Regions from separate parts of the Mus musculus genome. Here all the other regions are linked to region 1. A link is a contact called in public HiChIP or PLAC-seq, capture Hi-C and promoter capture Hi-C data. All regions are on one chromosome and are shown on one strand. Each heading gives the region's core, a stretch centred on a gene start, on an enhancer-like site or on the middle of the called end of the contact. The rest is flanking DNA. Distances are from core to core; before and after follow the strand shown. Region 1 holds the start of Dnal4 (dynein, axonemal, light chain 4). Region 2 holds the start of Card10 (caspase recruitment domain family, member 10). Region 3 holds the start of Lgals2 (lectin, galactose-binding, soluble 2). Region 4 holds the start of Eif3l (eukaryotic translation initiation factor 3, subunit L). Region 5 holds the start of Polr2f (polymerase (RNA) II (DNA directed) polypeptide F).

Region 1 (5,444 bases), core at 788-3,287:
TGTCTCTAGCTGCATATGTATCAGAAGATGGCCTAGTCGGCCATCATTGGAAAGAGAGGCCCATTGGTCTTGCAAACTTTATTTGCTTCAGTACTGGGGAACGCCAGGACCAAGAAGTGGGAGTGGGTGGGTAGGGGAGTGGCGGGGGAGGGTATGGGGGACTTTTGGGATAGCATTGGAAATGTAAATGAAGAAAATACTTAATAAAAAAATTTAAAAAAAAAACAACCTTGGATTCTGTTTTTGCTCTCACATAACACAGGGTGGCTTTGAACTCACTGAACCACTGAGCTCCTGATGACCTTGAACTTGTGATACTGCTGACACAGCCAAGCCCTTGGGTTGCAAGCATCACGACCTTGCCTGGCTTCTTGGAGCTTTCAGGGTGGCTGGCAGCACAGAGGTTGGGGAGTTGGATTGACAGGGATGGCAGCCAGGAAGCTACAGCGATCAGCCCAGAAAACAGGCCTAAGAGGCCAGAATGGTCTCAGGAATGGGGAGGGTGTGATACCCCACGGAGAGAGAATCAAGGTAACTTGATAACTTTCTCAGAGGGATGAGCCTACCAGAGCATGGAAGAAACCAGGTAGAACAGATAGGCAGGCCAGCTTGATGCTAGCAGCTGGCAAAATGCAAATGGAGACATTTAGTCAGGAGGAAAAGATGGCAGAGTCATGGATGGTTGGAAAAGGGAAGCTATGAATCCTCGTATCACTGTACCAACCTCTTTCAGTTTCCTCACTCCTGTACCCCAAGAATTCCTAGCCACAGGGGAAGAGCAGAGCCAGACAGCAGGCCTGAGGTTCATCTGCAGACAGTGGCTACTGAGTGGGATACTGCGCAGGAAAGCACTGGGCTCTTCCCAGGAGGGAAAGTGTGAGGTCATAACAGACAAAAAGAAGAAATTAGGGGGTGGAGGTCAGTTTATAAAGTGCTTGCTACAAAAGTATGAAGACCAGAGTTTTCTATCCCAGCACCCGTGTAAAGGGCTGGGTGAGGCGGCCATGCCTGTGAGCCCAGCATTGGAGAGGCAGCTGAGAGGATGGATCCTTGGAAGCTCATTAGCCATGAAGCCCAGTGGTGAGCTCCTGGCATCAAAGAGGGAGACCCTGTCTCAGACAATAAGGTGGAGAGTGATTGTGAAAGACACCGAATGTTGACTTCCAGCCTCCACATGTAACTGCACACACAGGAACGCACATACACACAGAAAAAAGACAAGTGAGCAAGTACCGTCTACACTGGACTGGACCCTTTGTACTTCATTTGCCAAAGGAGATGAACTTCAGACTATTGGCTTTATAGATGCACTGACTGGTGCCCAGAGAGATCTTAGGTAGTTCTTACCAATGGGAATCCAACTTAAGTTTGCCAAATTCTTTGCATTACATAAAAGGTTAGGAGAACACACATCCTAAGGGGCGTTGACAGTTAAGTCCCACAACATCATGCTAGGACGTCAGAGTCCAAAAGGCCTTTGCGACCATTCAACCCAATTTCGACTTTATAGATGGGAAGACTGAGTGCCCCCCGTCGGGCAATAGTCAGCCTAGAATCCCAGAGTATCGCCAAATCTCCAAACCAAGTGATCTGGGACGAGGCGATTTAGACCACCAGTCAGCAGCGAGGTGGTGCGGGGACAAAGTGCAGTGGGAGTCAAAACAGGGAGGATGCGAGGGCATGGAGCTAAACAGGACCCAAGATGAGTGAGGAGGAGCGGCCTGCAAAGTGGTGCTGGTGCGCAATGTCACTGCCAAGCTCCGTGGTCTCCTACGTGGGACAAGGGGAGGTCCTGGGCCGGGAACCGCGGGCTGGGGACCTAGGTGGGGCCTAGCGTTGGGCCAGGCCTTGTCCGCCCCGCGCATCCTCCCGCCCTCCCTCAGGGCCAGCCCTCCCCGCCGCGCTGCCCTCCGCACTCCGCGCCCTCACCTGCTCCCGCGGGGGCCGGAGCCGAGGCCACAGCCAGCGCACCCCCGCCAGGGTTGTCAAGGAGCGAGCCAGAGTGTCTTAGCAACCATCACGGAAGTCCCGTCCCGTCACCGGACGTTGACAGCAATATCACTTATTATTGGTGTAGAGAAGTGCCAATTAATTCCGAAGGGGCCTAGGAGGCCGGAGCTTACGCGAGGGGCGTGGCTTAAAGACCGAGGAGGTGGGGCTTCGCTCATAGTCGTCTTAAGCCTGCCGGAGCAGCTGCGGACAGGCAGAAGTAGTCTTTGTAGAGGAACAAACTTCTTAAAGCTGTATTGCCCTGGGAGTTTTCGACATCGAAAATGACAAATGCAGTTTGTTGGTGTCGTGACGCTGATCTGCTATTTTACGACGACCGCAGGAGCCTGATAACCACCAGAACTTAGGTAGTGTTTTAGTCCTTTACAGTGAGTGACTGTCTCATTGATTCGCAACACAGTGCTTACTGTTAACAGCATCCGTGATCCCGTCTGGGCCAATGTGTAGAACTAGAGAGACTGAAGGAAAGAATCAAGGCATAACCTCAGAGAAGGAATCCAGATCTTTCCCTTGTGCAAACCCTCCAGGGTTGCTTTGTCCCAGGGGCTGGGAGACACCTGTACCATCAGATGCAGTTGTCTGGAACCTGCTTCTGATTCTTGGAAAGAAATGACCAAAGAGTGTTAGAGCCTCTTGCTGAGGGGAAGGTGAAGAAGAAGAATGGATCAGTGGAATGCCCCATAATCTAAACATTTATTCTATGCGTATCATGCAATCATTAATGAAGCCCCACTAGCTGGTGATTCTGCGGAAGGCACAGTTCAGAAGGTATAGAGCCATGAGAAGAAATGGAATCGTTTCCGCGTGCTTCTATAGCAGAGACTGGCAGGGTACTGGCTCTTTTTAAGTGGGACAACGAGGCGGGAAGAGCCCAAGATGACCAGAATGCTAATGGGAGCGGGACAGCGGTAGCTCCAAGAGGCCTGGGTGCAGGGTCAACGTAGTAGGAGTGCAGGGTCAACATAGTAGGTCAAGTAGAGGGGAAGACAAAGAAAGAAGCAGGGCAGAAGAAAGAGAGGTTTGAAACACAAGTGGCCCCTGGTGTGAGGTGAGATAGAGTCATTGGTTGCTGGAGAGCTTTGGGGAGAGTGGTAACAAGGTCTGATCTGGGACAGTGGATTAACCTAGCTTGAGTGTACAGACCCAGAACACACACATTGGGCTTGGTTTGAGACTTGGCAGCAGGAATTCAGCTCAGCACACGACAGTTCCTAGCTAGCCTCCCTGGAAAGTTCTGACTGTCTGTGGCGAATCTTACTCAGCCTTCAAATTTCCTTAATCCTCTTTTCCAACTTTCTCCAGGAGATGAAGGGCAGCCTTTGAGGGGGATGACGCTCTCACTTCTGTCACTTACACAAACGACTCCCCCAAAGGGGTCCTTGTTTGCCATCCTCTCTTTCTCGCCTCCCATTCATTCTCCCGCCCACCACAATCTGGCTTCCACTCCCACGATGTTTCTGAAATTCCCTCTCTTGTGGTTACCAGTGACCTTCTGAGGAGCAACAGCAATTGTTAGACCATCTTCCTTCCCTGCTGGCAGCACCAACCGCAGAAACCTTCACACAGTTCTCTATCACAGAGGTAGTACCTATAGATCTTTCTGCAGTGCAGATTCCAGGATCTCCTGCAACGGAATGGAGGATCATAGGGTGTTTTTCTGCAGGCTACCTTGTGGGAGCTACTGGGTAACAGGGTAACCTGGCTCTCTTGTGTCCCCCAGACCTCTAATTCATTTTTGGCTCCCATCTTGGGCTCTTGCTTTGGTCCTTAATATTACTGTGTTTTTCTGACAAGTGGTTATTGTTTCCATAGGAAATGTCAGCCAAGGGCTTATGGTTTGCACATTTGCTTTCCAGCTGATAACACTGTTGCAGGTGGTGGAACCTTTGGGACATCAGACCTAGCTGGTAGGCAGCTAAGGAACATGCCTTGAAGGTTACAGCCCTGCCCTGTCCTGCCCTGCTTCCTGCCTTCCTCTCGGCTACTGGAGCCACCAAGACACAGGAGCCACATCCTGGTTGACATGATTCCCCTCTCTATTATAATGACACTACCTCTGGATTTTAAACCGAAAGAAACTTTTTTTCTTTTTTTGAGACAGGGCTTTCCTGTGTATCCCAGGCTGTTCTGAAACTTAGACCAGGCTGGTCTCCAGCTCAAAGATCTGCCTGCCTCTGCCTCCTAAATGCTGGGCTTAAACGCATTTGCCACAATGCCTGGCTACATTGTCTTTGCTTAAATTGCTTCTACCAGATACTTTGTCAGATGGACAAAAACAGGAATACCTCCTCTCTGTTTGCTTGCATTCCCATCCAGTGGGGTACTTACTGGAACTGTAGGTGGGAAGTGGGTACTCTGGAAATGTCCCCTTCTTCCAGGGAGTGGCGCTCTTGATTTGTGCCTTGCTGAGGAATGCTGCTTTACCACTGTCCCTTTGGGGCTCTAAGGCCCGCAGCTCCCTTAATCCTTGTCCTTTTAGATTAGCAGTTCTCAACCAGTGGGTCACGACCCCTTACAGGGATCACCTACGTCTATGGGAAAACACATTACAATTTGTAACAATAGCAAGATTGCAGTTATGATGTAGCAATGAAAATAATGCTATACTTGGGGTATCTCAACAGCAGGAGGCACTGTATTGAAGCATTGGGAAGATTGAGGATGACTGAGCTAGGTCCTGATTGCTTTGATCTTTTATTCCCCAGGTTAGGTCTCTTGTTGTGCACGGAGGCTCAGATGTCCCATAGCATCCTGGCTGTCTCTACCAGAGTGGCCCACAAGCTTTTCCAAGTAGTGTGTTTCCAGCCTGTTCTCCCCAGATTTCCCATCTGGGTAAATGACTGCACTCATCACTTAGGTGCCTGTAGCACACACCAAGCTGTCACCTTTATACTTTCTCCACCCTAGCCTACTCCAGCCAGTGACTGGGCCTCTAGTCCTCAGTCCTGCCTCCTCACAGGACTGTCCCAGCACAGCAATACAACTGGAGCCAGTGTCATAGAAACTACTTCCTTCCCGGGCTGCCATCTTTAGCTCTACCCTTCCCTAGTCCTCCATTGCAGTCAGCAAGCTCCTTCCCAAACCCACGTCATTTCCTTGTTAACAGCTCCTTCCTGTTGGCCCAGAATGCACCATGAGATCAAGTGACTGCCCCAGGTCGGAAGTCAGGGCTCGCCTTCCTCCTGCTTCAAGCCCCTAGCTGTACAAAGTAGGAGAAACCCAACCCTTCAAGGCTCTTCCTCAGCTGAAGGCTGCTTCTCACTGATCTCTCTGCTCCCGGGCCCCTGCGTTCTTTTCTGGCTCTTTATTCTCTTGCTCTACTCCCATGAGCCTATAAACTCTTGGGATGAGGATGCTAGGCAAACATAAGTCCCTTGGGTTCTCACCTCTCTGTGTGTTGCTGAAACCTCTTGTATGCCCTGTATGGCTAGATT
Region 2 (5,444 bases), core at 902-3,401, 970 kb before region 1:
GGGAGGAGAGAATGTCACAAAACCTGAAAGGATCTGCTTGTCCACCCTCAAGGGACTCCACCAATGAGTTATGAGACAGGTTCGCGACACATTACCTATGCTGTCTCTTCAAACAAGTGGAATCAGATCCCGAGTAACTGCTAGGGACAAGCAGCCTTGTCCACTGACCGCAAAAAACAAAACTCACAAGGTCTAGATATGTATCAAAACTGGCTTGCTTATCACTCTCTATGTAGCCTGGGCTGGCCTTAAACCTGGTCCTGCCTCTGCCTCCTGAGTGGTATTACAGGCGAGTACCACCACCCTGAACTTACATTTCTATTTATTTATTCATTTACTTATCTATCTATCTATCTATCTATCTATCTATCTATTTACTCGGGGGAAGGAAAGCATCTATGCACAACTTTCAGGAGTTGGTTCTCTCCTACTGTGTGGGTCCCGGGGAGTGAACTCAGGTGGCCAGGCTTGCTTCTTTATCCACTAAGCCATCTCATTTATTCTTGAACGTTTACATGAGAAACTAGCCATACCATTCATAAAGATGATTAGAGAGAGAGAGTCATGTTAAGCACATGGACTCTGAACTCTGGGGCCCTGGGTAAACTTCTGCAGTTGGTGCCTCAGTTTCTTCATCTGTCCAATGGGTATAGTGAAAACAGACACCACCACCCCCAGTGCAGTTGGGGTAAGAAAATTCTGCTCTGGTGGCAAGGATGGGGCACCCACTGAGATTGCTCACCAAGGATCATGGAGCAGCGTTGGGCAGGTTCCTGGCCAGTGAGCAGCGTGAAGTGTTCTGGGTAGTAGAATTCCAGGGCTTCCAGGAAGGCCTCGAAGCCCCTCTTGCCCCGGCAGCGTAAAATGTCTATGAGGCGCCCTGAGGGTAAAGGTTGTGACAGGGGTCAGGATGAGGTCTTCCCCCAGTGCCCCTGCTCTCCACCCCGACAATGCTCCAGGGCCTACGTTCCCCAGATTTTTGGGCTGTGACACACACCGGGGCCTGTCCCAACACATCAGGGAGCAAAGCTCAGTCTGCCCTGGCTAGGAACACCAGACCCTCCCCAGAGCACCTGCACTGGAGCAGGTCCCCAGCAACCCCTACACACACACACACACACACACACACACACACACACACACACACACACACACACACACGTTACGCATGCCCGGGGGCATCGGATGCCTGCGTTTCCCAGGCAAAATGCTCTCATTGACTTAAGTTCCCTGATACTTTTAGTCCCTCTGACAGTCCTGGTACAAAGACGCCCAGTGGGAGAGGAGCCTCGGAGAACTGAGCCCGGATTTGAGCTCTTGAGAAAAACTGATTCTTTAAGGGATACACAAATGGGACAGAGAGAACCAGAGAGGTCAAAGAGCACAGTAAAGATCCCACAGGGGTCGCCATCGGCACCGGCAACCACATCCAGCTGTCTGCTCTGGAGCGGGCCTAGGAAGGGAGAGGAAACCCCTGGCGGCGGGCTCACCGGTACGGTTAGCGCGGCACGGGAAACGGTAGGTGCTGAGCACCTCCTCCTCGTCCTGTTCGTCCAGGACGCGGCACTGGCGCAGATACGGCGTGAGCTTGGCCGGATTCAGGGCGCGCGTCAGTCGGTGCCGGACGCCCTCGATCCGCTCCCACAGCGCGTCCTCTTCGGCCTCCGACCCCGAACCCGCCCCAGCCTCCTCGTCAGCCTCGCCCGCGTCCGCCCGGCCCTGCATGGCCGCGTCCTCCGAGCCTGCGGGCGACAAGCACGGTGGGCACGGAGCCGCGGTCACCGCACCTGGGCGTCGCCCGCGGGTCCCGGCGCTGTCGGGCTCCGTCTTCCCGGGATCCCAAGCTGCTCTGCCTGCACCCTCCCGGGTCCCCGAGAGGTCACGCCCGCGTCCTCCCGGGCGTCCCGTCGGCGTCCTTTCACGTCCCCACGCTGCTGTCCCGCCCGTGTCCTCCCCGCACTCACCACGGGCGCTGCAGCTGCCCTGAGCTCCCGGCTCTGTGCTCGGCCGACGGCTCCGGAGGCGCGACGGGGCGGTGCCTTCGGGGTCATTGGCTCCGCCCCCAGCCCGGCGGCCTCCCGGGCCACCCAACATTGCCCGCGACCCGCTGCGCTCCGGTCGTCCTCCCGGCCGCTCTGCGGGCCAGCCGCGCCTCCCCACCCCCCACCCCCGCTTCCTGTTTCCCGCCGGCTCTCCGGGCCAGTCCTGGCGGGGTCCGCACGGCCCTCCCACACCTGCCCGGCCCCCGACGGGGCGGAGCCGCCACGCGCGCGCCCACACCCCGCGCGCCACCGCCAGGGCCACTGCCGCCGCTGCTGCTCACCTTGTCCCCCACCATGAGCACAACACCAGCCTGCACCCTCTACAAGCCCGACTCCCGGTGCAGCTGGCCACCCGGAACCCTGAACGCGACAAGTGTCCGCTCCACTAGCCACACACGCCCTGAAGTCAACAGGTCACACCAACTTAGCGAGCTCTGGGCTCGGACCTCATATACAGAGCCCCATCATTCCCACTTAAACTCGCATGGTAGGTATATTCACTCTGCTGAAAGTCACATAATACATATCTGTCTTTCAGGAAATATCTGCAAAGTGTGGGACAGGGCCTCAGAAGCTAGCAGAACTTTCACACGTGTCCATGTTCTGGGATAATGGCCTTACAAGTGTTGAGCAGGACTTCGACCGGAGACAGACTACTCACGTGCCTCTCCCTCCCACAAACACCCTGTGCCTAGGCACTTGAAAGCCCCGGTCAGCTGTGAGTCTCTCTCTGTGTGTGTCTCAGCTTTGCATTCATTTGCATCCTGTTCCCAGCTAGGCCTCTTATCTGCCGGTGACCTGGACAATTGCCCCTCCACAGTCTCAGTGTTCCCGAACACGCTGCCAAGAGCTCACATCTTTCACCAAGCCCAGGACAGCCTGTGTGGGCAGCAGAGGGGAGGGGTCATGGGCACCTTTCCAAAGAAGGGAGTCAGTCCCTGCAAGTGTCCAGACTGACTGCACTTTCATTCCTGAGTCAAGTTGATGGCACACGGGGACCAGGATGCTTGCATTTCTAAATGGCCGTTCCTGCGGGGTGGGAGGGAGTGTGGTTAAAATCAATTACATTTGAAAAGGCAGCGTCAAAACTCCCTTCTGCCTTGGAGACTAATACTCCCACAATAAGGTCCTGTAGTCACATGCTAGAAGCTCTCTGGGCACTGGAAAGTGCCCTCGGGGTGGCGAGAACAGGGTTAAGAGGACACAGAGGATCTGGAAAGATGTGTAGGTCCCCAAAGCCACCCATACTTTCCGAATTAGATGCATCACTCACCCAAGGAAACAAGGTTGACCACAACCCCTGAACAGCCCCTGCAGTAAAGAAACTAGTTTACCTACATAACCTAGTTCCTTTCCCAGCCTTGAAGAACCACAGACTTTTGCTGACTTGGTTTTGTTTGGAGTATCACCAGTTCACCTGCAGAAGCAGCTCTGTAGAAAGGACTGAATTCTAATGCAAACCTATCCCTTTACAAAGGAGGAAGCAGGGGCCCAGAGAGAGCAAGAACTTGCCACACACTGGATCCGCCCTGGCCTCTCTCCCCTCCCCAGGCTCGGTTCACACTAGGCTCCCTCCCAAGGATCGCCTCTCCTCTGCTGACCCTGATACCCTGACTCTGGCTCTCACAGGGAGCAGCTCCTCCCTCAAAGAGCCGCTCCACCCTACCGCAGCCCTGTGAATATTTTTTCTTGGCCGGGATAATGGGAAGGAAACCCTGGAAAATGAGTCTTTAGTTAATTATTCTCTCATCAGAGGCAAAACCAGGGCCAGGAATCTGGCACTGAAACTAGGAATTAGCTTGTAAGCTAACAGACTTTGGGGGGGGGGGGGGGGGGCGTGGTGTCACAGAGTCACAGCAGGTCCCAGAGCCTGCTCTTAAAGAAGCTATAGAGATCCTGAAACACCTCACATGTGCACACGTGGTCATACACTTACTCCCAGGCACACACTTGGTTTCACAGACACACTCACGTGGACACAGATGCATTACTAGTCACAGACACACCAAGATGCACACATATACAGGGCTACAAACACATCATACATGCTTACACACATGCCGTGTTTACTCACTCACAGGCGCACACACACAGGCACACACATTTATATGGACACACGTGGTTACACAGACACACTCAAAGGCACAAGCACAGTTTTACACACATACACAGACAACCTAACAGATACACTCATAGACACACACAGTTATACAGGTACACACCAACACATAGACATAATCATACATACACAATTACATAGCACTCTTACATGCACATACATGGTCCAAACACAGTTGCATTTATAAACACACTTACATGCACACACACACACACTTGCCTATGTGGCTATGGAGCCTGGCAGCAGGCAGTAATCAGCAGGACACCCACATCTCCATTGTCAACAAATGCCCCTGCCCGGTCTGCTGTCCCTAGGTGCTCCCAGCATGGAGGGCAGATGGTTATCATTGAGCATCCCTTCCAATACTGTCTTCTTGTGGCTTCTGCTCCATTATTCTTCTCCCTGTCACTGTGCCAAGAAAGCAAGGCAGAGAGAGACAGAGATCTGAGTCCCCAGGTACCTGGCCAGGAGTCCTAGACCTCCCAGGGGCTCCATTTCCCTGTCTGCAGGTGACAAGAGGTGAGCAGTGTCAGACACAACTGGGGAGGACAGTGGGAGAGTAGACCCGGGACCCTGGGGACTGATATTGGGCCTTAGCCATGTATGTCTTCTTGGACAAAGGTCTTCCCCTTGGAGAAATGGCCTGAGTGCTCCCTGTGCAGGAATGTACGGCCCATGTGAGCTGAGGAACCTCCATCTTCAAGGTCATTTCTCTTCCCAACTCATCAAGGAGCCCATCCCTAGGTCCAAACCCTTCTGTGCCCCATCACCTCAGGCTCCTCCACACCCCCAACTCTGAGGTACAGTGTCTTTACAACTGAGCAGACAGAGGGCTGTTTTGTTGTTGTTTTATTGTTGTTGTTGTTGCTGCTGCTGCTGCTGCCACCATAAGATCTCTCTAGATTGCACACATTAGCCTCAAATTCCCTGGCTCAAGTAATTCTCCTGTCTCAGCATCCCAAGTAGCTGGGATCACAAACTGATAGCAACATTGAGAGTCATTGCAAACCAGACTTCACTCAGGTTTAAACTTTAAACCTTCCCAGTTTTTCCACTAAAAATGGAAAATACAAAGATTAGAAACCGGCCAGCTGTGCGTGCTGCCCCCCCCTCCCCCGCATGCGCCCGCCCCTCCCACACACACACACAGAGCCTCTGCTCACCCACTGGCCCTCATCTGCCTCTTTCAGCCTCTTCCACCTCAAGGCCACTTCTAGGCTTTTCCCTCACCTAGAATGTGTGTCCCTCTGCTCTTAGCCTTTGCCTTCCTTCTGGCTCCACAG
Region 3 (5,444 bases), core at 1,166-3,665, 920 kb before region 1:
ACATCACACATTCTCACTGTGTGGGCATATGCCAGTCCCCAGGAAACCATGCCATCCACCCTACCCTGGCTTCCTGGGATGGGTGGAATAAGCAACGGGACCCCTCATCTTTACATCTCTGACTTCCTGGCTGGAACAGGAGAAACTGGAGCCCTTGAGACTGGGGGTGGCAGCTACCACAAGAGCTAGGGTACAAGGAAGGCCAGGGTTGGGGGTACGTTTGTATAAATAGGGGTGCTGGGACTTGACAGCATGTACAGACCCTGAGCCTTGTCCCGACTCAAGAAAGCCTAAGACCAGAGAGATGGAAGGCAAAGGCAGGTGGGACATGGGCAATTCTTAGGTGGTGGGGCTGGTAAGGGTGCGTCAGACCAAATCCAAGCTCTACCTCTAGCTGGCCACGTGACTTGGGGCCAGCCTCACCCCATTGGGCCTGGGTTTCCCACTAGTGCTATGAAGTGGTTATCTGGAAGGAGAAAGAAAAAAAGGAAAAGAGCTGAGGTGGCCAAAATAGAGAAGGCCAAGGGTGTGTCTGGGCCACAAAGAGCTTCCTGCGAGACAGAGGCAAGGATTCCACTCTCCCTTTCTACAATGACACCCAGTCACATGGACATCCCGCACACTACCTACACTGGCTTGGGTAGTGCCATTACATACACACACACACACACCTCTGTGTGCAGGTAAAACATATATAATATATATGTACATATACATATATAATATATATGTATATATATATATATAATATATATATATACACACACACATACATACATGGGCACAGAACACAGAAACACCTCCCCAAAAGGAAGGCTATATGCAGAGGGGGCAAGACCTGTAGTTACAAAGCTTCCAGAGAAGGTACCTATGGGTGCCAGGCACCCACAGGAAATTGGAGTGGATAAATAAGCTGCCTCCCTAGAGCCTTCAGGGAGTGCCAGGCCCTGCCCAGACTTGGCCCGGACCATGAGAAAAATCGCTATGGTGGGGAGCCCCCTATTTTGAAGTGGTTTGTTCCAACAGTCCTAGGGAATAAACCTATCATCTAGTCCCCAGAGAGTGTCATGTGGTCCCATCTCATACACATCAGGGAGAACCAGCTGCCCGAGAGAGGGACATCAACTTGTCCAAAGTCACACCAGAAACTTCACAGGAGCCAGATCGGAACACAGGCTCTCGAGAGTGTGCCAATACTCTTGCAATATGTAGATATTAGCCACCTATGGTTTCATCTTGAGCCTCAGTTTCCCTCCCTCCATACTTCTCTCCCTCCCTTCTTCCTTTTCTCTTTCTCTCTTTTTTCTTTCTTTCTCTCTCTCTCTCTCTTTCCTTCCTTCCTTCCTTCCTTCCTTCCTTTTCTTCCATTCTCTCTCTCTCTCTCTCTCTCTCTCTCTCTCTCTCTCTCTCTCTCTCTCTCAACAGGATCTCAGTATGTAGCTGGAACTCATTATATACACCAGGCTGGCCTCAAACTCAGAAATCCCCCTGCCTCTGGCCTTTGAATCCTGGGCTTGCCAGTTGCGCCGTCACATCCAGTTTATGCAGTGCTGGAGATCAAACCCTGGGCTATATGCATGGTGGACAAGCACTTTACCCACTCAGCTTGTTCCATGCAGTTCCTCTGGAAGCGTGATATTTTCTGGTGCTGGAGTTCCAACCCAGGGCCTTGCACTGGCTAAATCACCGCACATGCTATATCGTTGGTCTGGGCCCTTCCCCCAGCCCCTGCCCTACAACTCTCATCTTTATGAGACTCAGTAGAGGTCGGCAGTAATAATTAATACGACTGTTGCTGTCCTCAAAGAGGGAAAGGAAAGTTCTGGCCCTGAACTTGGTGGTGACAGAGAGACAGACAGCTTCAATGCTAAGGGTTTGAGAGATTATCCACCAGTTTTCTTCTTTTAGTTTTAGAGACAGGGTCTCTCTACATAGCTCTGGCTATCCTGGAGCTCACTCTCTATAGACCAGGCTGGTCTTGAACTCAGAGATCCTCCTGCCTCTGTCTCCCTAGTGCTGGGATTAAAGGCATGTGTCACCAGCTTGGCAACCCAGCTTTCTTTTTGGTTCTCCGGGAGAAACTGACACAAAGAGAAGGGTGGCAATAATGGACCCCAGAAGCCGGGTGGTGGTGGCACTTGGGAGGCAGAGGCAGGTGGATTTCTGAGTTCAAGGCCAGCCTGGTCTAAAAAATGAGTTCCAGGACAGCCAGGGCTACACAGAGAAACCTTGTCTTGAAAAAACAAACAAACAAACAAATAAATAAACAAACAATGGACCCCAGAACCCCCCAACCCACACACTCTAGCAAAGACACATGAGCAGAAGGAAGTGGGTGCAGAGGGCCAGCATCCTCACCGACATGGTGACAGCTCCTGGCCACAGCTCTCCCAGTTGCTCCTAGAGGTTTGTGCTCAAGGTATCCCCTCTTGGTCAGGCTTATAATCCCAGAGTATTACACATTAACCACCCCGAGGCCATAAATAAGGACTTTGGACCTTTATCTCCTAATATCACCCGGTCTGTATATGCAGGCACTCACTCAACAAACAGGAAGATGGCTCCTCACTCACTCTGACTCGATCGTGAGCATCCCTCTGGCCCCGCTTCTGGCAATTCCTACCAGCCTCCGTGGTCAGTACTCCACAAAGCCCAAGGGAGGATGCCCTAGTGCCACCCCCACACAAACCACAAACACCCCGATCTTGGCAGGCCATCCAACCTCTTTGCTGAGCCCAGCTCCTACAACCACAAAAAGACAGGCTGGCTCTGTTAAAAGATGTCCAAGCTTCTAATTTTCAGTGTGTCTGTGAGTCATTCAAAGACTTTTTTCTCCCTTCTCTCATCCATGCTTTTTCTGATTATACATATAATTTGTTTCTTTTTTTTTCTTCTTGTGAAACAGAGTCTGACCATTTAGCCCAGGTTAGCCTTGGACTCTCTATTCTCACACTTCTGCCCCAAGTGCTGGGATTACAGGCAGGAAACACTATATCTGGCTGCACACATTTTGCTTCAAAAGTGGTAGATTCACATCTAGGGCCAGTGAGATGGCTCGACGGATAAAGGTGCCTGCTGCCAAGCCTAACCACCGGGGTTTGCTTCCCGGAGCTCACATGATGGAAGGAAAGAACCAACTCTTGCAAGGTGTCCCCTCTGACCTCCACACATGGACCATGGCACATGTGCACACACAAATAAGTATAACTGAAGTGCTTAAAAACGGGCGGAAGAAGATGCCAAAAGTCAACTATTCTGCGAGGGCTGGGTGGTTCAGTGGTGTGCTGTATCCTCAGGATGCATGCCCTGTGGCTTCCATCCCTGGCACCATGCACAAAAGAGCTTGGTTCTGCTGGGACACAGACCAAACGTGCAGGAGGGAACCCAAGGGTTCGGGACACTGGGGGTTTCTGTCCTTCGCCCTTTATGCCTATGAATTTTGTGGTAGTTGGGGTCCATATACACAATTAGATACTGTCAAGAGGAAGAAACCTGACGTAGTTCCTCTGCTGGGAGGGAACCTGTGCTGCCCGTCCTTCCAGTGGGTTTGTACCACAGACAGGTCTCTACAGTTGTTTATCCTACTTCATTTGGGAACACTGAGGCTCACAGATCTGCACTTCAGAATCAGATGTCGCTGGCTGTGAAACACTCCAGCTCTCCAAGGCTTAGTTTATAGAAGCCATGTCCTACCTCTGAGCACTACTTCATCTTAGTCTGCCCCATTAAAAAACGCTACTCCCAGGCTGGAGAGATGGCTCAGTGGTTAAGAGCACTGACTGCTCTTCCAGAGGTCCTGAGTTCAATTCCCAGCAACCACATGGTGGCTCACAACTATCTGTAATGGGATCTGATGCCTTCTTCTGGTGTGTCTGAAGACAGCTACAGTGTACTCATATACATAAAATAAATAAATAAATCTTCTAAAAAGAAAAACGCTACTCCCTCAGCACCCCCAACAAGCTCCCCAGTGCACATTCCCAGAAACAGAACTTTGCCAGAGCTCTGGACTGGCAAGCCATGGAGGCTTCCATCCGAGTTGGCAGTAACCGCGCTGGGCAGGGCACTGGGAGACCAGCCCTGCCTAGTCCCATGGGGTGCCAGGAGCCGGTGGGTGGCTCACTGCCCAGTGCTCCCATCAGACACCACCTCCGGTGCCAGGCCAAGAGGGGAGTGGTTTATTTCCTTATTTTACCCACGAGGAAATGGATTGCTTCTCAGCCCTTCTCCTGGGAGCCAAAGGAGCTAAGACATTTGAAAGTGCAGTAGAAAGTGGACCTGGTTCACCTCTGATGATGGCATTAAGTCCCACACACCACAGAAGCTTTGGCAAGTGCTCAGAAAAAGAACAGAAATCTCATGTCTCATGTCATGTCACCTTCACAGCTAGAGCGACATGACAAGCCATAAGTCTGTGTGTCTTTCAAGCTGCATTTTATGGTTTGCTTGCTTATGATACATGGTGTCTCTCTAACCCAGGTTGGCCTAGAATTCACTAGTTACCTCAGGCTGGCCTGAGCTTATCCTCTGCCTCAGGCTCAGTCATGCAGGTGCCAGGGATTTGAACTCGGATCCTCATGTTCTCAGAGCAAGTGCTCTTACACACTGAGCCGTCTCCCCCCAGAGGGCTCCAGCCCCTCCCTACATGCACACTTTTGTAAGATCAACTTCACTCACATCACCGGACTTGTGATTTGCTTCTGACGGGAAGAGTTATTTATATAGCAGTGATGGGCTGTCCCAGCCAAGGCTAGTGCTGGGGTCTGAACGTTTGCCCCAAAGCTCAGCTCATGGTGAATTCATTGTCTTCAGCCGAGCACAGTGGTGCCGACCTGTTAGCCTAGGCTTGAGAGGATCAAGAGTTCAAAGTCATCTTTGGCTACATGGTAGATGGAGGCCAGCCTGGGCTGCTGGAGACTTAATGTCAGAAAAATAAATGCCACTGGGTCACATGGTGAGGCTCGGCCTTGAAGAGACAATTAGGCCACCTAATCACCTAGTAGATCAATGCCAGAATGGGCTCCTAATAAAAGCATGGGCTGGGCCCAACTTCCCCCCTGCCTGCCATATGTCCTCTTGTTCTCAGCTATGACACAGCACAAGGACCCTAGCCTGGTGCGGTGGCACGGTGGCATCCTCATGGACTTCCTAGCCTCTGGGTCACAGAGAGTAAACATCTCTTGTTAATACTGTTTGGTATGAGATATGCTGATATAGCAGCAAAAAAGTGGATTAAGACAGGAATATTACCAAAGGCCCATTCTCCCTGTCCTTATTCTGGTATAAGCAGCACAGCCCTGTTGTAAGAAAAGGCTTGTGTGCCAAAGAACTTAAGTCTCCATCCGCACAGCCGCAAGCCACATGGGCACTCTTGCCCTTGGGTCTGACCCCACTTTGGCCAGCTCAATGCAGCCTGGTAAGAGACCTGAGCCAGAGGCACAGCA
Region 4 (5,444 bases), core at 745-3,244, 700 kb before region 1:
CTGAGTTCAAAGGCCAGCAGCCACAGGATGGCTCACAACCATCTGTAATGGGATCTGATGCCCTCTTCTGGTGTGTCTGGAGACAACTACAGTGTACTCATATACATAAAAATAAATAAATAAATCTAAAAAAAAAAAAAAAAGAAAACCTCATTAGTCTCATGACCATAGTCACCTCAGGTCATACTCTAGAGGAGACAAGGAAATGTGGCAAAGTTAACCCTCCCTTGAAGAACCACATTTATGTTCTTATCCATATTTACTTACCCATGTACTTTCTTTTTTTTTTTTTTTTTTTTTTTTTAAAGATTTATTTATTTATTTATTTATTATATGTAAGTACACTGTAGCTGTCCTCAGACACTCCAGAAGAGGGAGTCAGATCTCGTTACGGATGGTTGTGAGCCACCATGTGGTTGCTGGGATTTGAACTCCTGACCTTCGGAAGAGCAGTCGGGTGCTCTTACCCACTGAGCCATCTCACCAGCCCACCCATGTACTTTCTATGACTAGTTTGAGACACTCATTGCTCTGTTCTCAGGTGCATCTTACATTGTTCTGAGTACATCTATCCCCTAATGCTAGTGCTTAACCTATGGCAAAACATCTTGGGGTGTGGGTGTGGGGTGAGGGGTATGGGTGTGGTAGTACACACCTCTGATCCCAACACTCAGGAGGCAGAGGCAGGTGGATCTCTGAGTTTGAGGTCATCCTGGTCTACATAATAGACCCTAGGACACCCAGAATTACATAATAGAAAGATCCTGTCTAAAACCAAATGAGCAGGGAGGTAGCTATGCAAGCCTTTAATCCCAGTAAGCAGGGGGCAGAGGCAGGTGGATCTCTTGAGTTCAAGGGCAGTCTGGTCTACAGACTGAGTTCCAGGACAGCCAGGGGTACAGCTGGCTGATTTTTGAAAAATCAGCTGTAACTCCAGAGGATTGATGCCCTGTGTGCATAATTCACTCATACAGAGGAATAAATAATCTTAAAAGTAAGGTCTTTATTAAACCCTAATTCTTTCTTGCTTAAATAAACCAAAGCAACCAGACAGGCAAACAAAAGGAACGACTTTAAGGAGTCTAGGGCTTAAGGAGCCAGGGGGGAGAATGGCAGTTCTAAATAGGACGCTTTGAGTAGAGGGCGTTGATTAGCAACACTCGTCCAGCAAACTCCTGTCTTCAACAGAGAGCCAGGCAGTGATACCGGGGTCATTTGTACTAAAGTCTGGTCAGAGGTAAGCATGAGTGCCGAAGCCCAGAGTTGTGTACCTGGCTGTAATAAGCAGAGATTGTTGTGACCCGGAGACAAGGATGCAGGTGCCCAAAAGGTAAGGCAAATCAGCTGTTCAGGGATTGGTTCTCGCCTTCCACCATGTGGGTCTCCCACATCGAACTCAGGTCGTTAGGCTTGGTGTCAAGGGCCTTCACCAGTTTGGTCATCCTGAGTGTTCTCAGGTTGATTTTTTTTTTTTTTTTTTTTTTTTTTTTGGTGGTGGTGGTGTGGGGGAGAAATTTCTCGCTGCAGGCAAAACCGTTTACACCTAAATCTAAGGTCAGGAACGCTACATCTTAGCAGGTCACTTGTCATCGTCTCTGTACCGTTTTCTTCTGATTTCTCTTTATTTTTGTTGTTGTTGTTTTGGAGACCCCGCTTTATAATCAGATTGGCCTGGAAATAACTAACTTTGGTTATCCTCGAATTTGTTGCAGTCTCCTGCCTCCGCCATCCTTGAGATGGCAGATGTGAGTCAACAGGGTCTAGGCATTCTTCCCCTTTATCGCTTGCCCGCCCCTACTTCTGCGTGCACACCATACTCCACAATAATGTCCTTTGAAAAGCCCGTTTTGCAGGGAGGAAGGAACTCTGATAGTTTAGGAACTCCGTCCTTCCAATCAGAGCTACTTCGCTTCCCCGGCGACCCCGGAAAGGCTTTCGGGCAGGTTGGGCTGGGCGGGACTTCCGGTCCGGCCAAGCAGGCGCGGAGTTCTTCTTCCGCTCTCTCCCACGGGCTTCTGGAGCGCCGTAGCCATGTCTTACCCCGCTGATGACTACGAGTCTGAGGTAATGAAGCGGTGAGCGCGTGGCGGGGTCCGCGGTGGGCACCCGGTTCGGTGGGATCTGTCCCCGAGGTGAGGCGGCGTCCAGATCGGGCCGGAACAAGCGGACCTCGATCATTCCGGCCCTCCCGGCCCCGGGTCTCCTCCCCGGGTCCCTCCTCTGCCGGCCGTATGTCCCCGCGTGTAGTCGCAGTCAGTCGGAGGCGGGCTGAAGGGTGTTTAATGCTGAGTTCTTGGCTCTCATGGCGTCTGCTTCAGACGGGGCTATTACTGTGTTTTTCTTGTCTTGTTGCACCTGTAAGCGTGTTTTGTGCTTGCCCGGGGTCCCTTTTCTCTCACACATGTGAAGCCCTCCGAGGTAGCGACTGTCAGTCTTATCTGAGTAGTATGTTTTGCCTCCTGCTTGACATGGAGGCCCGAGGACGAGCATTTTTGGAGTCCCCATTTGGCGTGTCTCCCTAACTTTGTCTCTTTCCTTGCAGGCTGCTTATGATCCCTACGCCTACCCGGGCGACTATGATATGCACACAGGTGAGGCTCTCAGTTTGCCCGGCTGTCTCTTGCCTTCCAAGGATTGGCACTTTTTTCTTTGACCATCTCAGCGTTGACTCCCAACAGGGACCTGTTAAAAACTGCGTCCTAATGGAGTGGTGGAGTCGGCCATTAGGTCTGATTGGTAGGGTTGTGAAGAGTCTAATTAAACCAGGCCTTTTTTGTGGTCTACCTGCCCACGTCAGAAGAGGACCATCACTGACCCGGCTAGGTTTTTCTTACTTGGGGCAGATTTTATTTGTTATACTGGGGTGGAACCCAGAGCCCCATGCTTGTGGACGGTCTCTGAACCACACCCACAGCCCTCCTCCCTGAGCTGTCTGGCCAAGGTCAAAAAGCTTTGTGGCTTTGTTGTTTGGGTGCCGGAGATGAGATTAAACCACACACTCCAGCCCCAAAGAAGGAAATCTTGGTGTGAAAATCTTCCTTGATTCAAACCAAGTCTAAGTGAAATACTTTGGGGAGGCTTTTGAAGTTTACCGAAATGTTCTAGTCACTTTGAGATTAAGTAAGTACCAAGTGGCTTGCGATGCTCACAGCATGTATTTTATTGGCCCTTACAGTAGAGTAGTTTTACAAAGTAAGCATGTTAATGTGTCTTTAAAGGTGAAAGAAAATAGCGTACTATGCATCATTTGGTTAGAAAGTGAGTTTCCTTTCCTGTTTTTTAAAGATGGGGGTCTCGTTATGTAGCTCTGGCTATCCCGGAACTCACTATATAGAGCATGCTAGCCTCACAGATTCAGCTGTCTGAGGGTTGGGATTAGCAGTGTGCACCCACCTACCCAGCTGAGAAGTAACTTTAATGGTATGTCCTGAGGGACAAGGACAGTGGGCTGGGATTGAGGATGACGGCTGACCTTAGACCCTTGCCCATGCTGGGCAAGCAGTCTGGGACTGAGACTGAACTCTATCCCCGGCCCCTTGGGGTGGTCCTGCCCCGACGTGTCATCAGGAGCCTGGGAGCACTCTGTCGTGTCTCTCTCCTAGGAGATCCGAAGCAGGACCTTGCCTATGAGCGGCAGTATGAGCAGCAGACATATCAGGTGATACCGGAAGTGATCAAAAACTTCATCCAGTACTTCCACAAGACTGTCTCCGATTTGATTGACCAGAAGGTGTACGAGCTTCAGGCCAGCCGCGTCTCGAGTGATGTCATTGACCAGAAGGTGTACGAGATCCAGGACATTTACGAGAACAGGTGTGGATTGTAACATTGTCTTTCTGAGTGGAGCTGGCCTGGCGACGGGGGCCTGCAAGATGATGCAGCTCCTCCCTGTGTGTGCAAACATGTGCGTGTGTGCTGTGTGTGTGTGTGTGTGTGTGTGTGTTTTGGAGATGGTTTCACTATGTCTTTATGACTCCTTTGGGCCAGAGCGCTGGTTTATCCTTCCTAATGCTGGCACTTCTTCATACAGTTCCTCATGTTGTGATGCCCCCCTAATCATAAAACCATTTTTTTGTTGCTACTTCATAACTGTCATTTTGTCATTGTTGTGAATTATAATGTAAATATTTTCTGGAGGTAAAAGCTTGTCAAGGAAGTTGTAACCCACAGGTTGCAAACCACTGGCCTTGGAGCCATGTTAATTAACTGGACTTTGTATCCCAGAAACAAACAAGATCTAAAATAACATCATTACTAATAATGACAGAAGTACCAATTTGTACATGTTACCATGTGGATGAAGCAGGGTTGGCATGTGTGTTTATTGCTTTGCTCTTAACAGTAATCCCATGATGGGAGTTGTGTGATTTTTTTTTTTTCTTCTTTTCTCCTGTTGTAATAGAACTGAATTGCATAGCTAGCACTGTGCGTATGCCGAGTTCTGAACCTGTGTACTCTTGACACCGGAGTCTAATTTTGAACTATGTAACCATCCAATACATACCAGTGTGAACCAAGCTCCGGAGTAGTATTGAGGGATGCCCTGAAGGCAATGAATGCTAGCTATAGACAGGCCAGCTAGGGATGGGATAGGAGATATTTCAAGCAAGGATGGATGTGTGTGTGCAAATAACCAGCCGCCTATTGGATCAGTGAACAGGAGTTGACCGACCTCTGCTCCCACATTGCTGAGGGTCAGGAGAGGAGAGCTGGGTTGAGGCAAGGCTTATGGAAGCCTTAGGCTCTGTTTCTGTCTCTGTGCTGTCTCCCATGTCTCTGGATCGAGGGTTGGGTCTTGAGTCCTTCTTGTTCTGCAGTTGTGAATTGTTTACATTTGGCTTTCAGCTGGACCAAGCTAACTGAAAGGTTCTTCAAGAATACACCGTGGCCTGAGGCAGAAGCAATTGCACCCCAAGTTGGCAATGGTAGGTGTAACACTGTGTCTCGCGTGCTGGATAACAGATGTCAGGACTGGACTCATCAGAGAGGTCAAGAGGGCTTGCGAGGTTTTCTTTGGTTTTTTTTTTGTTTTTTTTTTCCCAAGACTAGGCTTCTCTGTACCTGGCGGCTGTCCTGGAACTTGCTCTATAGTCCAGGCTGGCCTCAAATTCAGATATCCTCCTGCCTCTGTCTCCTGAGAGGTAAAGATAAAGGCCTGTGCCACCTCGCCTGGCTTGCCTGTGTTTCACTTAGCATTTTGTTTCCCCGGAGCTTGGGGAATTACCCAGTGAGAGAGAGCTGTGTAATGTGAGCTTCCCCAGATCTGGAGTCTTGTCTTCCATGCGGGTGGGCTGATCCTTGAGTCCCTTTGCCTTCAGCTTCTTTGCCTCTCACCGCTCACTTTCATGGTCTGTGTGGATGAGGTCTGCAGATGTGGCTTCTCTTTGGCGTGTGGTGTGACCAGGACCTTAGGCATGCAAGACAGGCTCCCGTTGAGCTGTGGT
Region 5 (5,444 bases), core at 899-3,398, 630 kb before region 1:
AAAAAAGTATCCCTGGTTCCTTCGCCCAGAAAGTCTCTAGCGTCAGAGTGACTGCCCTTACTTTTCATGGTGTCCATGATGTGGCGTTGCTGGAAGTTTGTCAGTTTAGACTCCTTCATCATAACTGCAAAATAAAGCCGGGGCTGACGTCTGGAGCTTCAGCAGACACACCTCATCCCACCAGGTCCCGCCCTTGCCCGCCCCCCCCCTCCATTCTGCACTGAGCTCCTCCACTCCTCTGCCTACTCCATCTTCTTTAGAGTGCCTGTCACTTAAGGTTCTTTTCCTTTTCTTGTATTTATTCATTAATTTATCTTTTTTTATTTCTCTTTTTATTTATTTGTTTATTTATAGAAACGGTCTCACTTTGTAGCCTGGCTGTCCTGAAATTTGGTATGTACATTGGGCAAGCCTCTAACTCACAAAGACTCACCCACCTCTTTCTTCAGAGTGCTAGAATCAAAGACATGAGCCACTATATGCAGCTTTTCTCCCTTTAAGATTGTATGTGGGCTGGAGAGATGACTCACATATCAAGAGCATATATGATGCTCTTCCAGAGGTCCTGAGTTCAATTCCCAACAACCACGTGGAAGCTCACAACCATCTGTAATGGGATCTGGTGCCCTCTTCTGGCCTGCAGGCATACATGCAGGCCGAACACTATCCATAATAAATAAACAAACAAATCTTAAAAAATAAAAGGTCGTGTGTGTGTGTGTGTGTGTGTGTGTGTGTGCGCGCGCGCGTGCGTGAGTGTGTAGCTATGCGTGTATGGCTGCCTGTGGAGGGCAGGGAAAGGCACTGACTCATAGGAAGCTAGAGTTACACATTGCTTTGACCCACCTGATATGGTTGTGGGGGATTGAACTTGGGTCCTTGAGAATAGCCAGTGCTCTTAATCTCTGAGCCATCTTTCCAGTCCTTATTTTATTTCAAGGATAGGTTCTTACTATATTATCTAGGCTAGCTTTTCTTGGGCTCAGGCAATCCTCCCATTACATATGCCTAAGACACACACACTTTTTTGGTGACTGGCTAACATGGGTGCTGGGGAATGAGCTTTCAAAGGGCAGTACATGTTCCTAACCACTGAGCCAGCTCTCCAACTGTAACACACACAGACTTTTTTGTGTATGGTGTGCTGGGGCTGAAACCCAGACTCCACATCTGCCTAGAATATACTCTGTCACTGAGCAACACCTTCAGCTCTATAATTTTCTCCTGTTCATTTTTCTTGTTACCCTCCTGTGTTATCAGTTTTCTGAGAGCAAGAGTTGTCCTTTGCAATCCTCTCAACACTCTATTCCTAGTACCTAGGACAATATCCAAATCACACATTAGGTTTTTGTCGTTGAATAATTAAGTGCATACATGCTCATTCATGTAGCAGAGGCTGGAGCTACAGTTGTGAGCAGAAACAGGCACGTTTCTTTGCCTGGTGGTGTTCACCATTTAGAAGGTGACACTAAACACCTCTAAGACTGTATAATGTCTAAGCCTGGTGAAGGGAATTGAATTTGGTACTGTGAAGGTCCCACTGCAGTGAGGAGATAGGCTTCATTGAAAGTGCATGTAAAAGATGAACTAACCATTCCAAAATTCTCCATCTCTGGTCTTTGATTCTTCCCCGAACCTTTCAGAATCCCAAGCTCTTAAGGAAAAACCGCACCGCTCGGGTCGTTGATCCCCTAATGCACTGACCTCTGAGCAGCTCACAAGTCCCCGGCGTGTAACCTGCTTGCTTACGGCAGCGGCGGAACCCGGTTCCTTTGGTCACCGAGTCCACCCTTTCCTGGGAAGCCATGGGAGGGCCCTAGGAGGGAGAGAAGCAATGACTCGCCCTAGTTACGCTTCGCAATCCGGACCTCTCATCACGAGCAACCTGGGAGTCTGAGAAGCTGGTGCCCGACCCCTCGGCTCCGGACAGCGCAGTGACCACAGTCCCTATCGTGACGGTCCGGGGAGGAGCGCTCACCTTAGGCGATGACCTGGGCGTGACAGAGCCCTCCGCACGGAGAAACTCCAAGGAGCTAGAGTGTCAGCGTCCTCACTAATCGCTCCTTGTTACCATGGTAACTAGCGACACGCCTCCACGCACGCGCATTAGCGTCTGGTCGGCCGCTGCTTCCCGGAAGTAACTGCGCCTGGGTCACGGCGCAAGCGCAAACTACGCGTGGTGCGGCGAGGGGCAAAGGCGCGCGTTCTCTGCTCTGCGCCCCGGGCGGAGAAGGCATCATGTCAGACAACGAGGACAAGTGAGCACGGGCCACGGAAGGAGGGAGGTCGTGGTGCGAGCAGGGCTCTTGGAGCACAGGCTAGCCCAGCTGCTGGGTTGGTGGGGCGAAGTCTTCAGAACTTCCTACCTCGCGGAGCAATGGGGACAGTGGTCAGAGAGTTCAGTCCGTGTGGCCCCTGTCCTCTGAGCGCTCTCTTTCTGGAAGGGAATGCCAGAGGTGTGTAGCTTGTGTAGTCGTGGAAGTAGGAAGGAAAAAGCAACCCAGAGAATGGCCTGGAAGGCTGGGAGCAGACGCGGGCTTGGGCTAGGTGTGATAGTAGCAGAGGTGGCAGAAGTGGGGATAGACTCTAGAGAGCATGAAGTTTAGTGTTGTTTGAGGCAAGGCCTCACTCTGAAACCCAGGCTGCCCGGGAATTCACTATATAGCTAAGGCTGGCTTTGAATTCGACACAGTCCTCTGCTTCAGCTTCCCAAGTGTTGATATATCTGGCATGAACCACCAGACCCAGCTGGATTATGGACATTTTTTTTTTTTTTTTCCGAGACAGGGTTTCTCTGTATAGCCCAGGCTGTCCTGGAACTCACTTTTGTAGATCAGGCTGAACTCAGGAATTCACCCACCTCTGCCTCCCCAAGTGCTGGGATTAAAGGCGTGCGCCACCACCACCCGGCTGGACATATTTTTATTTTATTTATTTGGAGACCAAATATAACCTTATATCAGGTGGTTCGAACATAGAGATTCATCTACCTCTGCTTTCCAGGTGATTTTTGTTCTTTTTTTTTTTTTTTTTTCCTGAGACAGAGTCTTTCAACATAGTCCTAGCTGTGTCTGGAAGTCACTGTGTAGATTTGGCTGTCCTCAAACTTACAGAGATCTGCCTGCTTTCACCTCCTGAGCACTGGATTACAGGCGTGCGCCACCATGCCTGGATCCTGATATATTTTAAAGATAGAACCTAAAGGATTTCTTGATACGCTGTATATGTTAATCAAGAGAGAAGATGAACTATGGTAGTCCTGATAGATCAGTCAGAATTCAGAGTCTGGGCGTGGTGGTTCACACCTGTAATCCTAGCACTTGGGAGGCTACTGCAGGGGAATTGTCCTGAACTAGATGTCAACATAGTGAGTCTCAGGCCAGCCTGAGTTACATACTGTGCAGTAAGATTGACTTCAAAACAAGCATACAAAATACAGTCAAAAATGCAATGAAAGCAGAGATGACGGCGTTGACCAGGGCAGTGATTGCCACCAGAGAAGAGATGGTGAGTGAGTGACTTGGGGGGAAGAGAACCCAGAAAAGCATCCCCTCCCCCAGAGTGGGAGGCAGGAGGGAGGAGCCAGGTATGCTGGCTGTCCAGGGGAAGGGTTCAGCATTGTAAAGATCCTTAGTGAAGCTGGGGGTGGTGCAAGCCTTTGATTCCAGCACTCAGGGCAGAGACTTGGGGGGGGGGGGGGGAATCTCTCAGTTCCAGGCCAGCCTTGTCTGCAGAGTGAGTTCCAGGCCAGCCTTGTCTGCAGAGTGAGTTCCAGGACAGCCAGGCAGCACAAAGAGACACTTTTCTTTTTTTTTTTTTTTTTTTTTTTAAAGATTTATTTATTTATTACATGTAAGTACACTGTAGCTGTCTTCAGACACACCAGAAGAGGGCGTCAGATTTCGTTACAGATGGTTGTGAGCCACCATGTGGTTGCTGGGATTTGAACTCTGGACCTTTGGAAGAACAGTCGGGTGCTCTTACCCACTGAGCCATCTCACCAGCCCCTTTTTTTTTTAAAGATTTATTTATTTACTATATGTAAGTACACTGTAGTTGTCTTCAGATACACCAGAAGAGGGCACCAGATCTCATTACGGGTGGTTGTGAGCCACCATGTGGTTGCTGGGATTTGAACTTCAGACCTTCGGAAGAGCAGTCGGGTGCCCTTACCCACTGAGCCATCTCACCAGCCCAAAGAGACACTTTTCAATGGGGAGGTTGTGGGGTGCGATGATCAGTGAGCACAGGAAGGATGGCTGTGGAGCTTGAGGGTGTGGCGAAAGCCTTACTGAGGTGAGGCTCTGACTCGGGAAGTGAAGAATTGGAGACAGCGAGTTTGGGCAGCTCCCTCAGACATTGTGCACCACGGGAGGCTGATGAGATGGAGGAGGGGCTAAAGGTGAAAGTTTTGCTGCCCGAGCCTAACAACCTAGGTTTGATCCCTAGAGCCCCTGGTAGAAGGAGAGAACAGAAAAGGGAGTCTTGGTGGTGTATGTGGGCCTGTACGCGAGCACGCATCATGTGCACGTTAGCAATAAATAAGCATGTTTTTAGAAGCCTGGTGACCTTAGGCTATGAAAATGGCAATGTCACCTTGGTCTTATGTAGTTTTGTTTGTTTGTTTGTTTGTTTGTTTTCTCCACCATAAGGGAATATGGAATTAAGCTGTAGCAGGAGGGGAAAGAATAATGGTGTGTTGTTTGTTTGTTTTTAAGAGGGGGAGGTGATGCTGGTAGTGTGCTGGTGCTGTGAGTGCCAGCGGCTTCATGCATGCTGTCTACACACCCTACTTTTGAGTTACAGCTCCAGCCCTGAAGTACACTTCACTTGTTTTTGTTCTTGAGACAAAATCTCACTATGTAGCCCAGGCTGGGCTCAAACTCCTAGTTCTCTCACTTCCCATTTCCAAATGCTAGGAGTACAGGAGTGTGCTACCACCCTGGCACGTTTATATTTCTCTCCTTATGTCCTTATGAGAGGCTGAAACTGTCTTCATGACGAGGGGGATGGCGCAGAGGTTAACCACACTTGGCTGGTTTCCCAGGGAGTAAAACCAGGCAGACAACTCCGGCTTCGGGGGCTCCCACACCCTCTTCTGGCTTCCAGGCGCACTTGTATGTGTGTACATTTACATACACAAACACACAGATAAAATAAACCTTAAACACACAGTCCCCGGACCAGAACAGTCCATGTGTACATGTAACTGGCGTGGTTCACAGAGAAGGAAACCACAGTGAAGGTGTCCTAGCAAACTGTGGGGACACATGGCACATGATTGGAGGCACAGAGTGACCCTCCAGAGTTTGGTTCCCTTGTTGAGATTTGCCGGCCCCTTGTCCGACACTGCTGAGACATGGGCTGTATCTCTGGTTCTGGCCGGTGATGCTCTAACCACCAGTTTCTTCTGGCAGTTTCGACGGCGACGACTTTGATGACGT

What was found. Promoter capture Hi-C pulls out the DNA fragments that hold promoters and counts their contacts. HiChIP or PLAC-seq counts read pairs in DNA pulled down with a chosen protein or histone mark. Capture Hi-C pulls out chosen DNA fragments and counts their contacts.
Region 2: a contact with region 1 is called in a FOXA1 HiChIP or PLAC-seq map of pancreatic cancer cells. The contact joins the promoter of Card10 here to the promoter of Dnal4 in region 1. A contact is called at or near these places in 1 of 39 promoter capture datasets (liver) and 1 of 115 datasets of contacts at active chromatin or transcription factors (pancreatic cancer cells).
Region 3: a contact with region 1 is called in a promoter capture Hi-C map of liver, with 2.1 times the contacts expected there. The contact joins the promoter of Lgals2 here to the promoter of Dnal4 in region 1. A contact is called at or near these places in 1 of 39 promoter capture datasets (liver) and 1 of 115 datasets of contacts at active chromatin or transcription factors (pancreatic cancer cells).
Region 4: a contact with region 1 is called in a promoter capture Hi-C map of pre-B cells, with 2.0 times the contacts expected there. The contact joins the promoter of Eif3l here to the promoter of Dnal4 in region 1. A contact is called at or near these places in 2 of 39 promoter capture datasets (liver and pre-B cells) and 1 of 115 datasets of contacts at active chromatin or transcription factors (pancreatic cancer cells).
Region 5: a contact with region 1 is called in a capture Hi-C map of macrophages, with 2.1 times the contacts expected there. The contact joins the promoter of Polr2f here to the promoter of Dnal4 in region 1. A contact is called at or near these places in 2 of 115 datasets of contacts at active chromatin or transcription factors (the 3134 cell line and pancreatic cancer cells) and 3 of 9 other capture datasets (adipose tissue, liver and macrophages).

Annotation. Positions count from the first base shown.
Region 1 is chr15:79,772,430-79,777,873 of GRCm38.p6, forward strand. Dnal4 (dynein, axonemal, light chain 4) reads right to left here and starts at 2,038. Exons shown (of 4, transcript NM_017470.2): 1 at 1,930-2,038. It overlaps Gm30977 (a long non-coding RNA gene), which reads left to right and starts at 2,099. Exons shown (of 4, transcript XR_875488.3): 1 at 2,099-2,357.
Region 2 is chr15:78,800,891-78,806,334 of GRCm38.p6, forward strand. It overlaps Card10 (caspase recruitment domain family, member 10), which reads right to left and starts at 2,152. Exons shown (of 21, transcript NM_130859.2): 1 at 1,965-2,152; 2 at 1,491-1,742; 3 at 743-880. The coding sequence starts at 2,094.
Region 3 is chr15:78,853,114-78,858,557 of GRCm38.p6, forward strand. It overlaps Lgals2 (lectin, galactose-binding, soluble 2), which reads right to left and starts at 2,416. Exons shown (of 4, transcript NM_025622.3): 1 at 2,359-2,416. The coding sequence starts at 2,364.
Region 4 is chr15:79,073,229-79,078,672 of GRCm38.p6, forward strand. It overlaps Eif3l (eukaryotic translation initiation factor 3, subunit L), which reads left to right and starts at 1,995. Exons shown (of 13, transcript NM_145139.2): 1 at 1,995-2,064; 2 at 2,543-2,591; 3 at 3,603-3,813; 4 at 4,846-4,925. The coding sequence starts at 2,032.
Region 5 is chr15:79,139,177-79,144,620 of GRCm38.p6, forward strand. Polr2f (polymerase (RNA) II (DNA directed) polypeptide F) reads left to right here and starts at 2,149. Exons shown (of 5, transcript NM_027231.2): 1 at 2,149-2,258; 2 at 5,418-5,444. The coding sequence starts at 2,239. 1700088E04Rik (RIKEN cDNA 1700088E04 gene) reads right to left here and starts at 2,075. Exons shown (of 7, transcript NM_138581.2): 1 at 1,979-2,075; 2 at 1,705-1,816; 3 at 62-124. The coding sequence starts at 1,807.